Regions from separate parts of the Rattus norvegicus genome. Here region 2 is linked to region 1. The links are chromatin contacts, called in public Hi-C maps. All regions are on one chromosome and are shown on one strand. The core of a region is the stretch at or near the end of the contact, and the rest is flanking DNA. Distances in the headings are between cores, read along the strand shown. Region 1 overlaps Megf11 (multiple EGF-like-domains 11). Region 2 holds the start of Rab11a (RAB11a, member RAS oncogene family).

What was found. Hi-C and Micro-C count contacts between places; a contact is called where the count stands out from the background.
Region 2: a contact with region 1 is called in a Hi-C map of kidney, with 2.8 times the contacts expected there. The contact joins the promoter of Rab11a here to the enhancer-like site in region 1. A contact is called at or near these places in 4 of 12 Hi-C or Micro-C datasets (kidney, liver and mammary epithelial cells).

The regions. Positions count from the first base shown.
Region 1 is chr8:74,104,899-74,108,791 of GRCr8, reverse strand. All of the region lies in intron 20 of Megf11 (multiple EGF-like-domains 11), which reads right to left. Among named protein-coding and RNA genes, the nearest start is that of Rab11a, 35 kb to the left of the region's middle. Within about 2 kb of position 1,806, at least 14 of the 93 cell types and tissues checked have an H3K27ac peak or open chromatin away from gene starts, as enhancers often do.
Region 2 is chr8:74,139,401-74,143,293 of GRCr8, reverse strand. Rab11a (RAB11a, member RAS oncogene family) reads left to right here and starts at 1,610. Exons shown (of 5, transcript NM_031152.3): 1 at 1,610-1,714. The coding sequence starts at 1,675. It overlaps Trnaq-cug5 (transfer RNA glutamine (anticodon CUG) 5), which reads right to left and starts at 1,269; the gene lies at 1,198-1,269.

The DNA of each region.
Region 1 (3,893 bases), core at 557-3,056:
AGGCAAGGTGTCTGGAAATAACCCTGAACGGCTGGAGCTTGACGGTCAGGTGTGACCTAAGAGGCCTCTCACCTCTAAATGTCTGTGAAAGTCAGTTGGTGAAATTCTTAAGGAATCTTCTAGACAACCACCACAGCTTACACTTCAGGCTGCTGTTATCTAAGCTCCCTGCCCCACCTTATGATTTTACTGAAAATGTTAGAGTGAAAGCCATGTGACTCAAGGGGAACTGGCTATGCAATTGGCTGAAATAACTGCGACGTGTGCCACCCTGAGTGTCTGTTCTTCAGCAGGTCCAGTAAGGAGCATTTATTCTGAAAGCAGGTAGCTCTTATTCTAACTGGCAGCAGCTCCTTGGTTTTGTGTAGAAGTGCATTCAACTGTTTGCTTCAGGTTCAGAAGGCTGTGACACAGGTAGAGCAGTAACTTTTCCCCTTCCTCCCACCTCAGTGCTTATTAAGACTTAGAGTGGGGAAGTAAACTCCTCAGGGTCCCACTGCCTCTCAGTTCAGCTAACACGTTGAAAGAGAGATTGGCTTCAGTCTGGTTGGTATAAGGCTGACCTTTGTAGCACCTGACTCAGGAAAAAAAAATCATCCTTGCTAGATAACAAGCAGTCTCTGCCAGTTCTAGCTAGGACTGGAAGGTAATAAGTAGGTTCTATTTCTGCTGGTAGAAAAAGGTGTCCTGGGTCCTGCATTGTGACTTGCTTCAAGCCATCTAAGTTTGCCTCTCAGTACTTCCTTAGTCAGGGGAGTGATGTAAGCTTGAGAACCTCCCAGTCAGGCCCAGTGTGGTTAATCTAAACTCATCCGGCAATGAGAGGCTCGGGGCTTCTTATTTGAAAGCTGTTCATTATCTATCACCACTGTCCTGATCGTATACTATGTGGAATTGAGGGATAGCTTGTTTTGTGTAGCACTGGAATGAGTAACTTCATTCCAGTTAGGTTATTTGAAACATAGGCGCTCAGCGTGATTTGGGAGGCAAAGGCTAGTAAATATCTTAGTTTAAGGCCAGCTGGGTTCGCAGCCAGGCTAACTAGGGCTTTTATTTATGGTTAGACCTTGTCTCAAACCAAACAGAAAGAAACTTAGTACCTTTGAAGGGGGTTGGAGGCTGAGCAGGATGGGACTGCTATTGCTATTACTGTTTAGAAATGAGGAAACCAGAGTTCAGTTTATTAGTCTAATTCTTAGTGCTTGGGACTCAACCACTATCTTATCTGACAATCAAGATTTTCCCCGTCAGGAGATCTAGTTACCCATGTAGCTCTTTACAGCTGCTTCAGTTTATCCTTTTTTAGCAATACCAAGGCCTGCTGAGAGGAAAGGCTAAGCTTTGAATTTAATGACTGAATAGTGGGAAAGCCTTAGAACCTCACCCAGCTGTAGTTTCACTGGAAAGTGAAACCAGTGGGATCTCAATATTTGAATAACTTTTGAATGTTAGCTTTTATCCATTTTGGTCTATTCCTTTTTCCTGAGCTAAGCTGGGGGGAGGGTACTAGGCTCAGGGACAAGGGTCTTCCCAAAGTTTGCAGGCCAAGACATAAAAACCCATCGAGAGTGGTGGTTGTGAAGGGTGCTGAATTATCCCATCTTTCCTGAGAACTGGAGGAGATGGGGCAAGACAAGCTGGAAAAGTCAGCTTGAGGAAGCCAAGCGTTTCTCTTGTTGAGTCATCCACTTGCCTGCTATGAGGGCAGAGTGTGGGGAAAATAACCAGCTGGGCTAGAGTATTTCCTTGTCCTTTCCTTTCATAGCCACGCCCACTCCAGTGCCTTCCTGTCAGGGCACTGTGCAAAGAAAGGGGAAGCCTGCAGTCCTCCAAGTGCCCCTGCATTTACTCTCCTTGTTACCTCCTCTGAACCATCTGTAGTCATGCATATTATCAGTCAGAATGGGTTTCTGAAAGGAACATGTTCATTGTTTTGAGGAAGCACAAGTCTAGAGAGGAAATGACTTCCCAAAGTTGCTCTCTGAATGTCCTAAACCTACTAAGACTTGATATCAATTTAAGCCCAAGTTAATTCAAATGTCTGCGGGAACCCAGGCATTAAGTATCTGTTGCCCACCTCTGAACTACTGCTGTCAATAGGAGGCCTGCTGCTTCTGTTCTTGGAGTTAAGTTCACATTCTTCACTTCAGTGAGAAATGGACTATGAGGAGGGATGGGACAGAGGATCGGAAGTCCAGAGAATACTGTCCAGCCACAAAAGGAGTTTTCAGGATGTTACTGGTTTCTAAATGTCTGAGAAACCAAAATTACTTGGAGAGGCATGGAACTTAGGTGGCAAGGGACACAGGTTGGGACATGACAGTACAGCTCAAGGATTCCCAGACAGAAGGTGAAGTCAATTTTTTTCTGTCACACTTTGAAAGCATGACAGACAAGGAATTGGACACGAGACAGTTTATTGTACAGTCATATTGCTGAAGCAGAAATGGAGGACAGGTGCTTAGCTGTGTCAGCAGTCTCCTTCAACCTCCCAGGGTGACAGAGTTCCCATTACAGAAAAAAAAAAGTGGATGCCACCTGAATTAGGGCTTTTAAAATGTCAGAGTTGTAAGGGGCCTTAGAGGTGGTGCTGTTACAACTGTGCTTTTTAAAGAGGAAGAAGCCAAGACCCACAGATACTGCTGTGTCTAGTGAGCACCATACAGTTGGACTAGAACCCAATCTCATTCTCTGCCCACCGCACCCCCAAGTTTGGAAAACATCCAGACTCTTTAATTAGTCCTGCTGGTTTGGCCTTGCCCTTGTTGCTTTAGGAGACAGTTTAAATTGGTGACATGAAGTAGCTGAACTAGATGTTTGGGGATTTAGCCCCCAGGTAGGATTGTTCCGTGTGTTTTATAAGCTTTTCTGTAAAGTTCTACACTAATATTTCACTTGCCTCTCTTTGAACTCTTACTGTATCATGTTGGCTCCCAACACTTGATGGTTCATTTGCCTACACAGTTCTCTCTAATTTGAAAGCTGATGAGAGGCAGTGACGAATCTGGCTGCTTGCCTCTTAGAGCCTCCCATGCACTTAGATGATCCCATAAGACAGGAATGCAATGATGAAGGCAGAGCCTGGCTTTCATTGGCTTTATTTTACATTTATGGTTTAGAGTTTAAAAGTAGTTACCTGAAACACCATGCACAGGATGACAGGGTGTATAGGTGAGGTGTGCTTATATGCTAATCTCAGGGCCTGTCTGAGCTATTCTCCATTGAGTCATACTTCTTCACAAAGCCTCAAAGGCCCTGGAAGAGCTTTCTAGTCCCCATTCCATACTGAGAAAGAAACTGAGACTTTGGGTCACAGTGACTAAGTGGTATAATTGCTCTTCTGTTGGCAACCTCACATACCGAAATGGTGTTTGCCTCCATTTGGATGGTTTAAGGCAGAACCCTCAGAAACTTGTCATAATAAAGCCCCCAGGTGATTACTGCCTGTGGCTGGCTTGGAGTTTGGGAATGGCCTCCCTCATCAGACAGGTTTCCTGGGTTTTGCACATCCTAAACCAAGCTGATGGTCACTCAACCTGGATGTTCTCTTGCTTGTAGAACACAATGCCACCTGGGTCCTGCTCATCCCACTTCTGATAGCCATTTCCCCATGAGTTGTGCACAAGTTGTTCTCCTTGGTTAGGAGATGGCCATGCTAGGTCTGAAAGATCAGAACAGAAACCTGGGAAAGTTTAGACAAATGATAGTTGGGTTATAAAATGCATAAAGATACCGTGAGGTACTCCTTGCAATTGCAGAGTACAGGGTCCCTCTATCTACTGCTGCAGAATCTGCTGTAGGTGTAAAGCTCTGTAGTTTGAACACACTTGCCAGGTGATTCCTGTGTAGTGCTATATTTAGAATATCAGTTGGGATCTTTGCTGACTTTTATT
Region 2 (3,893 bases), core at 361-2,860, 35 kb before region 1:
CAAGGCTAAAGCTTTGTTTACCGTGAAAACATCCCTAGTTCCTCTGTAACCCTTCTTTGTGACCTTGGATTTTACCCTCTCAGTTGAGTTTATACTCACCAAATAGGAGCAGTCCTGTGATCTCAGATTCCTCAGCAGATCTCTATTTTTTTTTAAAAGAGTTCTCTCTGAGACGTTCCTAGTCGTGCTCTTGGCCACACCTTTCTTTCTGAGACCCTCACTTCCTTTCAAGCATAGAGCTTAAACTCTATACTAAAATCTCTTCTAATAAATTCTGATTGTCTCATATTGGCTCATCCTGAAAGGTTTTTCTGCAGCAAAGCCAAGAGTCAGCTTTTCTCAGAATCCAGGTCCCTAATAGATAAGGGAACTCCTCAGACAGCTGGTGGCAGTGTGGAAGAACGTCTAGTCCCTGCTGACAATCCTCCTTTCCAACTTTGGAAAGACCGTAAGGACTACCCTGAGCCTACTCAGATAATCAAAGATAATATTCCTGCTTAAGGTCAGTGATTAGCAATTTGAATTCCATCTGAAGGCTGAATTCCTTTTTCATGACCAAACATCTGCTTCCTAGGAATTATTAGGTGACTATGCCTCTGCGTGAGGAAGTGGGAGTGGGAGGGGGCCGAGGAGGACAGCAGGGCTAGCCTGGGCTACATTATGCGAGTGAAACCACCTCAAACAACAATAAGAACAAAACAACTCTGAGGAGACGCTGTGGCAAATTTCTTGAGTCTTTAACACTGATATTCGCTAGAATGGAAATTGTCATTCTTCTTCTGTTAAAATTTATTTAATCGGGCTTAGTTCGAAGGCCAGAAAATAGGACTCAAGATCTTGATGAATCCTTACGAGGAGGGTGGGCGAAGTTCTCTTAATGACATCTGGAGATAGTGTGAGAGATTTCTGGAGAGATTGAGTGGGTGAGGAGTGCGTATCCTTAACTGAAGCTGAGGGTATAAAATTCCAGCAAAAGGAATCAAGGAGCAAACTTCCTTCAAGGCTAAGAAAGAACTAAGAGTTTAATTACTAGGTCTCCATGTAGCAGACACTACTGAATTGAAGAGATTGATTAGTGTAGTCTTCATAGGTAAAGGCTATATGTGGTTCAATCCAAAAGCGGATATAACGAGGTTATTCTATTATTTGTTATGAACTAATGTAGTCAAAATGAATTAAGAGTGATAAGAAAAGAGCAGGTTCCACCGAGATTTGAACTCGGATCGCTGGATTCAGAGTCCAGAGTGCTAACCATTACACCATGGAACCAGCACGAAGGCAGCATAGCCTTCGGGTGTCTAATACTAACAAAACTCCGCCCCCAACCGGAAGTCAGACCTACTCCTCTCTTCCCTGAATGTTGGGTGAAAAACAAGCCAAAGGCTCTAAGGAGCGTCTTAAGATTGTTTTTCCTGTAAGAGTTCCCAAGCCGTGTGAGAATGTGGAGTCTACTTCAGCGAATTCCACCCTGCATAGCTCATGGGCGGGGTGCCTTTTCTCCGGAAGTACTTTCTGTGAGGGGCTGGGGCCTTTCGGAAGTGACGCAGACAGGGCGGGGCTCTTCACCGGGTCCGGCCGCTCAAGCTCTTCGCTCGGGTTACCCCTGCAGCGACGCCCCCTGGTCCCGCCGCCGTTACCACCGCCGCTCCCGCCCCTCAGCTCCTCGGCCGCGCCATGGGCACCCGCGACGACGAGTACGACTACCTCTTTAAAGGTGAGGCCGTGGACCACCGATAGCCCATTTGGGGCCGGAGACACTCCCGGGGGACCCGCGCAAGGCCAGCCCTGCCCAGGACAGAGTCCGCCTGGGCGCTTCCTTCCTGCCGCCCCGACGGGGGTCCCGCTGCTCGTCCGGGTACCCGCGCCCTTGGGAGGCCTGTCAGGCCGCGGCGCCCCTCGCTCTGTGTCCTCCCGGATGGCTGCGCTCCTCACGGCGGTGCAGTTCCTTCGGGCGTCTCGAGCCCCTCCTCTTGGATGCTTGCTGCTGGTCTCACATCCCCCTCTGACAGGCCCCTGCCTTTGCTAAGTACCTATATTGGGACGCCCACTGTCTCTATGGGTTTTTGTATTTTCTTTTCTGTTCGTTTCCCTTTCCTTCCCTCCTCGTGAGCCTTTCCTGGGATTCGGCCAGATTCGCCCGTCCCAGGGCCCCCACCCCCATCCCCGCAGACCTCGAGGTCAGTACCCGCGGACTGTCCCCTCCCTCCCCACAGACGGGCAACTCTGAGTCTCTCCTCTTCTCGTAATGTTTAGCGCTCCGGTGCGACCTGGCTTGTGGGAGGGAGAGAAGGGGAGGGTAAGAGGGGCTGTCCATCACTTCTGGCGTTCGTGCACTTGTCGCAGTGTCCAGCAGGCAGATGACTTCCCACCTCGCGGGGTTTTTTTTTGTTTGTTTGTTTGTTTGTTTGTTTTTTGTTTGTTTTTTACCCCTTTCCTTCTCTTGTCCCTGCCCAGCTAATCAGACCGGGATAACTCTTTTATTTGGCTTACGAGAAGGGGCTGCGGATGGGTGGTGGCTGTTATCCCTGCCAGACCTGAAGGCCCAGTTTCTGAACAGGAAAGGTTGTGCGCTGCACAAATACTAGCTAGCTTATCACTGTGGACTGGTTGCTTCCTGCTGCAATACTGGGAGGATCCAACAGGAAGGGAAGAACCCTGGTTGGCCACATACCTTTCCCAAACCGTGGGAGAGGGTTATAGTGGTAGCGTGCTCTTTTAGTCAAATCAAGAATTTATTACGGGGGGGGGGGGGGATGTGGAATCGGCAGACGAGAACATGGATGTAAATAGAGACTTGCTTATTGGTCGAGTCTGCGAAGAGGCCAAAGTGAAAGGATACAGTTCTCAGCGAAAAGAGAGTACAGTGAACGCTTTCTGTTCATGAATGCCTTCTCACTTTCGCAGTCTTGCTCTGCTCCTGAATTAGAAGGGCGGCCATCAGTAATTTGTTGAACAAAGATCATTACCAGAGAGGAAGAAGCCCTTGCTAGCAAAGCTTTACTGTGGAGGGTGGAGTTTCAAGAGTGTTAAGTGTGGTGAGTGTTCCTGACTTTGCCACTGGGTGCTAAGAATGATTGACTAAGTGAAGAAGCAGGAAACATTTCCAAATACTTTACAAGTCTTGGCATATTAGCTGCTGGTACACCCTTATCATTATTTACTCCTCGAAATATGCTATTTATAGGGTAAGTACCTTCAGTGTCTACCCTTACTACCATCTTGGAAAGAAATGTATAGATAAGAAGGTACCAAACTTTAAAAATACAACTAGAAAAGCCGGGTGTGGTGGTACAGGCTTTTAAAATCTCAGCATTGGGGAGGAAGAGGCAGGCAGTTCAGTCCAACCTGGTCTACAGAGTGAGTTTCAGGATAGCCAGGGCTACATAGTGAGTCCCTGTCTTTAAATAAATAAATAAATAAATAAATCAAAATTAAAACAAATAGGCCTGAGATGTTTATTTAAGGCATCTGAGATTATGTGAAATTACCTAAATCCTAAGGTTTAGTCAGTCAAGGGAGGCTTTTTTTTTTTTTTTTTTTGGTTCTTTTTTTTTTTTTTCCCGGAGCTGGGGACCGAACCCAGGGCCTTGCGCTTCCTAGGTAAGGGCTCTACCACTGAGCTAAATCCCCAGCCCCAAGGGAGGCTTATTTTTAAGTACTTTGTAATGGCATTTGGTATGTGAAGGTTGGTTATAGAAAGCTGTTTATTTTTCCCTAAGAATGTTAATTGATCCTAGATTGGCTGGAGGAATTAAAGTTTAATTTTTAGATTAGACCATCCTTTGAACAATGAGAAAACACAGGGGTTTTATGTTTCTTTGCCTTGTGACCTTGGAAAAGTTAACTTTTTTTTTTTTACATTTTACCTTTTGAGATTATGATATAATTATACT